Regions from separate parts of the Ovis aries genome. Here region 2 is linked to region 1. A link is a contact called in public Hi-C data. All regions are on one chromosome and are shown on one strand. The core of a region is the stretch at or near the end of the contact, and the rest is flanking DNA. Distances in the headings are between cores, read along the strand shown.

What was found. A called contact is a pair of places that touch in the nucleus more often than the background predicts.
Region 2: a contact with region 1 is called in a Hi-C map of blood, with 5 times the contacts expected there. The contact joins the promoter of NFATC1 here to the enhancer-like site in region 1. A contact is called at or near these places in 9 of 16 Hi-C or Micro-C datasets (blood, hypothalamus, liver and 3 more).

Annotation. Positions count from the first base shown.
Region 1 is chr23:947,914-951,344 of ARS-UI_Ramb_v3.0, forward strand. All of the region lies in intron 9 of NFATC1 (nuclear factor of activated T cells 1), which reads right to left. Among named protein-coding and RNA genes, the nearest start is that of CTDP1, 65 kb to the left of the region's middle. Within about 2 kb of position 1,253, at least 6 of the 54 cell types and tissues checked have an H3K27ac peak or open chromatin away from gene starts, as enhancers often do.
Region 2 is chr23:1,033,691-1,037,047 of ARS-UI_Ramb_v3.0, forward strand. It overlaps NFATC1 (nuclear factor of activated T cells 1), which reads right to left and starts at 1,425. Exons shown (of 10, transcript XM_042239521.1): 1 at 959-1,425. The coding sequence starts at 1,085.

The DNA.
Region 1 (3,431 bases), core at 3-2,502:
TTCTCCTCCTGCCTTCAATCTTTCCCAGCATCAAGGTTTTCTCCAATGAGTTGGCTCTTTGCATCAGGTGGCCAAAGTATTGGAGTTTCAGCTTCAGCATTAGTCCTTCCAATGAATATTCAGGGTTGATTTCTTTTAGGATTGCCTGGTTTGATTTCCTCGCTGTCCAAAGACTCTTAAGAGTCTTCTCTAACACCACAATTCAAAAGCATCAATTCTTTGGTACTCAGCTGTCTTTATGATCCAGTTCTCACATTAGTACCTGATTATTGGAAAAACCATAGCTTTGATTATATGGACTTTTGTCTGAAAAGTGATGTCTCTGCTTTCTAATGCTGTCAAGGTTTATCAAAGCTTTTCTTCCAAGGAGTAAGCATCTATTACTTTCATGACTTCAGTCACTGTCCACAGTGATTCTGGAGCCCAAGAAAACCTGTCACTGTTTCCATTTTTTCCCCATCTGAGGGTAAAAGTGAAGGGGTTGGGAGGGAGCTCTGAGGGTTAGTAAGGCAGCCAGCGGAGTAGCTGAGAATCTTTACTCAGGGTTAGAGAGACCACAGGAAAAATAACATCTGTTTGACAAGATAAAAGGGGAAGAAACCTAAGCGGTGGGCTTCCCCTTTTGCCTACTGGGGCACCTGAACCTTTAAGGGGGCACCCGTGGTGGGGGTGGGGGTGTAGTGAAGAGGCATAGCCCAGACATTCTGGGCCCAGAGAGGACGCCAGTGCAGGGCTCTGCTATGAGCGAGGAATGGTCCCATGGAGAGCCCCCAGGAGAGGCTCAGGGGCCAGGGTGGGAGCAGAGCTCCTGCCCATTGCCATCGGCTGGGGCCTCTGATGAGCTTCCTGTCAAGTCACTGGCTGGACCCGGCGCTGCCCATGACTGGCAAGGGCAGGCTGGGGTCACAGTGGGTCACTCCTCTTAGGAACAGACTCAAGAACCACCGCCCACCCCCACACACCCTCCTGCACCTTCCCTGAGCACTGCGGCCTGAGCCAGGAAGCTGCCCAAAGTAAAGGTGGAAGACTAGCAATCCACGGTGGATGACGCTTCCCACAAGGGTCCCCGGGGCTGAGGGTGGGCGCTCAGACCTCACTCCCTTCCACAGACACAGTCTGGGTAGGAGCCCTGCAGGGAAGCCACGATGGCCCCATTTCACAGATGGATACAGACAGACCAGGTCAGGGTAGGGCTGAGGTAGAGAGGCCCTGACGGAGGGCGGGAAGCGGGGCATAGGGTCCCGGCCCCGGTCCTCCCAGCCACGACTTCCTATCTTCCCTCCGTGAGGTCATGGGTCCGAGCCCGCATCAGGCCAGGCCCTGGGGCTCTGTGTGGGTTATTTTGGGGGTGGCTTTCTCTCTTTGATATGGTTGTGCCGAAGACACCTACGGTTTCCCACAATGTCTTCTCTCTACTGATAATTTCCATCTTCTTATTCAGCTTTTCCACCGACACAGAGGTTTTTTTCTTCTTTACAGAAGTATTTTGAACTGCAGGTAACATGTGACCCTCCCGGATTGTGAGGGGACTGAAAGAGGAACCTTTGCTGTGCTTCACGTCAGATTGTCCCTGCAACAGGATGTGGTGAGCTGTTATACCACAATTTAATAAGAAGGGTTTTTTCCCTTATATTTAATTTTTCTCTAAAATGCTCCTGAGGTGGAAACAATTGTTTTTTTTCTAAAACTTAACGTGGCCGTTTGAATTGTTGTTTTAATCTGGGATATAGACGCAGGATGTGTATATCTGATGCCCACACACAAATCCACCTCTCTGTAAAATATGGGATTGAGTGAAAAGGAAGTAAGCATTTTCTTTAAAATACCAAAACTAACATGTACAAAGCACAGGCGTAGTTTTCACCTGTACTTGACTGACATTGGTAAATGTTAACTATATCCTTCCTGAAACCATAGAAAGATGTCTCTGCTATTCCTAAGTGAGTGTGCAAATTCACTAATAAGGTGAAAAGTCCTTTTAAAGTAAACTATTTGGCTTTCTTTTGACACTGCTTTGAGAGTAGCTGGCATCAGGGCCTCCTGTTGTGCTGAAACACCGTGGCTCATCCCTGTGGTTTCCCCCGTGGGCTCTGGGTGACTATCTTGAGAACAGAGCAAACCCAAAAGGAATCGTGAGTCTGAGTAGTTTCTGTATATTTCTCTCCTTTCAACGTCTGACCTTTAAGTAAATGTTCCCACGTTTCTGGATTCTTGGTTTCTGAATGCAACTACAGATCTCAAGACAGATCATAAGGAGTGAACAAACTATTTACCCAACTCCTACGGTTAGCTGCTAAGCCCTTGCATGCGTATTACTCTTGACCCTGCAGCAATCCTACTCAGGTAAAGGTGGGGAGGCCCAGCCATTCCGGCCCTTGAGAGAAGGCGAGAAGCTGAGACCCTGACCTGGTGACCTCAGCCTGGGGCCGCCCCTCGCCACCTGCACACACTACGGGTCTGGAAGCTTTGAGACTGCTCCCTCGGGCTCCACGGGCCATGCGACCTGCTCTTTCTCAGTACTGACTATGAAAGTAGGAAAGGCCGGGGAGATGCACACAGGGGCAGGGACCTTGGCAGCCAGACCAGCGGATTGCTGCTCGCCGCCCCCCTGCAGGGTCGGCCCCCGCCAGGCCCTCTCTGCCCCGACCCTCACCGTCCTCACCCGCGAGGTGCTCAGAACACAGAGGCCAGAGAGGCTGAGGCCACAGTCTCTTGTCTCCTTTTCCGCGGCATGTTTTCAAAACAAAAAATCCACACCCACCCACCACCACACATACACACACAGTGCACTGTTTGAGCCAGAAAGACTTTATCTTTCGTTTTTCCTGTATTGCTTTTCTGTGCTTTAGAAACTTTTTTTTTAACAGAAAGACGTTGCAGGCGACCAAGGAATCCGCAGGGTCTCTGTGGTGACCATTTCCTCTGACCTGGAGGAGCTGCACGTGGGCAGTCAGCCCTGGGTCCCACACTGCGGGCAGCTGACCCTGGTGCCTTCAAAGGGGCGCTGTGGGTGCGGGTCCAATGCCAGGAGGGGCCCGCCGGCGTGGCCTCAGAAACAGCACCACACCCCTGCAGCAGTGCCTGCAATGGCGCCGACAGGCAGGCGGCTCTGAGAGCTGCTCCAGGCCTGACGGGCTCGCGCGGCTCCAGCAGGCTCTACCCGGTTTTAAGGTCTGACATCCAGGTGGCAGCTGCCCACCATCACACGTCCCTCCTGCTTATGGTCACCTCTCACTCCCACCGCCCCGCGGTGGCTCCTCCTCGCCAGCATCCGCACCTTATCTGCCCGAGACTTTATCACCAAGTGCTCCACTTCCTACCCTAAGTGAAGGCGCGATATGTGTGCTTCTGGGTTTGACTCTAAATATCGGGACTTTGAACACAGTGATAGTAGTATCACTTTGCTCTGAGAGAGGAAAGAATGAGTACGA
Region 2 (3,357 bases), core at 175-2,674, 86 kb after region 1:
CCTGGCCCTGGTCATCCCTTAGCTCCCGGCTAATGAGGGTGGTGGGGGAGTTCGGGGTGGTGGTGGCTGTTTCTAAGGGCTGAGTGTGAGGGGCTGTGGACCCGAAGCTGCACGCAGGAGGGTCGCCAGCAGACTGTCAGTCGCGGCCTCGCCATCCCCGGCTTCAGGGCAGAAGCTTATGCCATCCTTGTAACTTTGAAAAAGTAGCCTGAAACTCGGCAGGCCCTTCCCAAACTGTCCTGAAACATCTACGGTTGGAACTCTCAAATCCACAAGATTGCAAACTGGTTTGAATTAGGGGCTGCGCCCCACCGCGCCTTTCATCGCTTTTAGTTCTGCGGGGCGAGCCATCGGCGTGGCGGCGCCTCACGGAGCGGTTCCCGTGGCCCGGTGCCTGGAGAGAATCCGGCCCCCGCTAAGTTCGGAGAGGGGAGCAGAGATCCCCACCTCACTGTACGGCTGGTCTTCGAGGCTACAGGGTGGCCCTGCCCCACTGGGGAAGAAACCGGGCCATCCCTCTTTCCTAAAGAAGCCTCGCTTCTCTCCAAAATGTCCTTCTTTTGTGGCTCTGTCGGCCCTAACCTCGCTGGTCCCCAAGCCGCCTGCATATGAACCGAGTTTCTACAGCGGGATCTGCCGAGCGGCTGCACCAGCGAAGGCCAAGTGCGCGAACTCAGCGCTAGAGAAGAGGAGACACCTATTGGCAAGAAGGCGCGTTCGAAATCAGGGCCGCTCTGGGGAAACACCAGGGGGACACCGCTTCCCAATCTTTGCAGCGCGCCCGCTGCGCGCCTGGCTGCCCACGCCCCTCCCCGCGCGCGGACACCAGAGCGGCCTGCTCGCCCCTCCCCAGGCCGGGACCCCGCGGGCGCAGGCGGGATCGGCGCGGGGCTCAGGGTGCTGGGCCGCCCCCACGCCTCGGGGGCCGCGGTGGGGGACTGCGGCTGCGCCCGCTTACCTTCCTCTGCCGACTTCATGGTGCCGCCGGCGGGCGCCGAGGGCCCCAAAGTTTCTCCGCTCCCGCCGACTGCAACCGGAGGGCCGAGTGGAAACTTGGAAGGGACTGGAAAACTGGTACTTGGCATCCACGCGGCGGCGGCGGCGGCGGCGGCAAGCAGGAGGAGGAGCGGGAGAAGTGGGCGCCTCGCGCTGCCGCCCGGGGTCGGGTCTCCCGCGAAAGGCCCCCTTTCCCCCGGCCGACGCGCTCCGGCCCGGGCTCAGCTCAGCCCGCGCGCCCCAGAGAAATGTGGTGGGAGGGTGTGTTCGCGCGTGGCGGAGCCGGGCTGCGGCCCCGGGAGCCCAGCAGGGTGGCGGTGGCCGGGGCTCGGAGGTGTGCGCCCGTGCCCCGGTCCCCGCGCCCGGCCGCCCTCCCCGGCGCGGTGACTGTGCCGGCGAGTTCGGAGTCTCTGAGTCTCGCTCTGACGCAGGGCCGCGCTCTGCCTCCTGCCTTTTTAAAGCTGGAAAATACCTCCCCCGCCTCCCCGCCGGCCCGGCCGCTCCCGCGCCCCCTCCCTGCCGTGACATCACGCCCCCGCCCGCCCGAGCCGGCGCTGGGCCCGGGGGACCAGCCGCCGAGCGGCCGCCCCTCCCCGCGCCGGGCCGCCGCTCGCCCGTCCCGTGGGGCGCAAGGGGGGCGGACAGGGGCGCACGCGGAGAGGCTGGGGCGCACCCGGCGCGCGGCCCGGCCCGGACGCCTGGGTCCACGCGGGTGTCCTGAGAGAACCGCACTGAGCTTTAATGAGGGGGGCGGGGCGGGGCGGGGAGGGGGCCGACGGGGGTGCCGAGAGAGCCCTGCATGCTGAAGTCATTATGTAAAATCGCAGGCTTCCCCCGCTGTGGAAATTTGGAAAAGCGCTTCCACTGGCAGGCCCGAGAAAGGAAATTCCCATCCCGCTAAATTACTAACAGATTGCACGGCAGTCCCGGGACGTGGAGTCACTGTCATTTTTCTCCTGTAAATATCTGAGCGACCCAGATTGCCTGTTGCACGGCTGGCTGGCGCGGGGCGGCGCGGGAGGGGGGGCCGTGGAGAACCGCGAGCCCCTCCCCGGGCTCCCAGCCGTCGCCCCCGGCCGGCCCCGAGGGCCAGGGCGGTTTACCGGCGCGACTGGGGTTTCCAGCCGACAGGGGCTGGTCCGCTCGCCTCGCGGGGGAGGCCTCTCCAACCCGCTGCTTCACTTCACTCTTTCCTCTTTCAAGCCCTCCTGCTTTCTCGGTGCAGCTTGGCGGCCAAAACGGGACCGTATTTTCGTGTTGGCCTTGGCTGGAAGGGACGGAGTGTTGGGGCAGTTAAAATGTCTGGTGTATAAGAATTATAAATCTATTGCACGACACCCTATGTGGGTTAAAATAAACCCAAAGCAGAAGACGTGTCTGCCGCGGGGACCAGGAGGCCTGCGGCTCGCGGGGTGGGGGGGGGTGTGCTCCCAAAGGACTCCACGCCCGGCACTCGGGGAAAGGGGGGGTGCCACGCTTGACCCAATGGGGGGGGTTGCCCTGCCCTCGGTGCGACATTAAACAACAGGAAGGCGCCCGGCAGAGGCATGCCCACGTCACCACCGCGGTTGTCGGTTCATCCCAGTAGAGTCGGCCCGACTGGGCGCAGGCCTCCCCTGGGGGTCTCCCCTGGGTGTCTCCCTTGGGGGTCTGGAGGGGGTCAGGCCACTCCTGGTGCCACGACCTGTGGGTCAGCGCCCGTTCTGGGAGCCGACCCGCCAGGCGCCTCGAGCCCCAGGCAAAGGGCGGGGGGACCCCGCGGGGACGCAGTGGCTGGGGCTGGGAGACCCCGCGAGGACGCTGGAGGCCCAAGAGGGGGAACCCCTCGAGCTTGCCGAGGGGGGAGGGTTGCGAGGACGCGGGACGGAGGGAGGCGGGGCGGGGCGGGGGGAGAAAGCGGGGAGGGAAGGGAGACTGGAGGGGCGGGGACTGGGGGGCGGGACGTGCGCCCGGAGCTGGCAGCCGCCAGGGGGCGCCCCGCCCCTCCCCCTTCCCCTCCCCCTTCCCCCTCCCCCTCCCCCCTGCCCCCGCCCCCGTCCCCGCCCCCGCCCCCCTCAGCAAAGATGAGCTGGTGAGTCCCCGGCCCCCCAGGCTATGGGTTTTGCCTGGAGAGTTTGTCGGCGCGAGTGCCCGCCCCACTAGAGGAACGGGCCGGGAGGAGAGGCCGAGTCGTGGCGCAGAGAGAAGGGAGGTTTGGAGAGTTGTGTCAAAAGGAAGGCTGACTCTCGCCCCCTCCGCCCGCCCCTCTCGGGCTTTCAGGGGCGTGGGGCTGTCCTGCGGCCCCGGAGCCCGCGGGACCCCTCGGGCCGGGAGTGCCACTCGGTGCGGAGGGCCGAGCTGGGGGCCGTTGGCCGCCGCCTC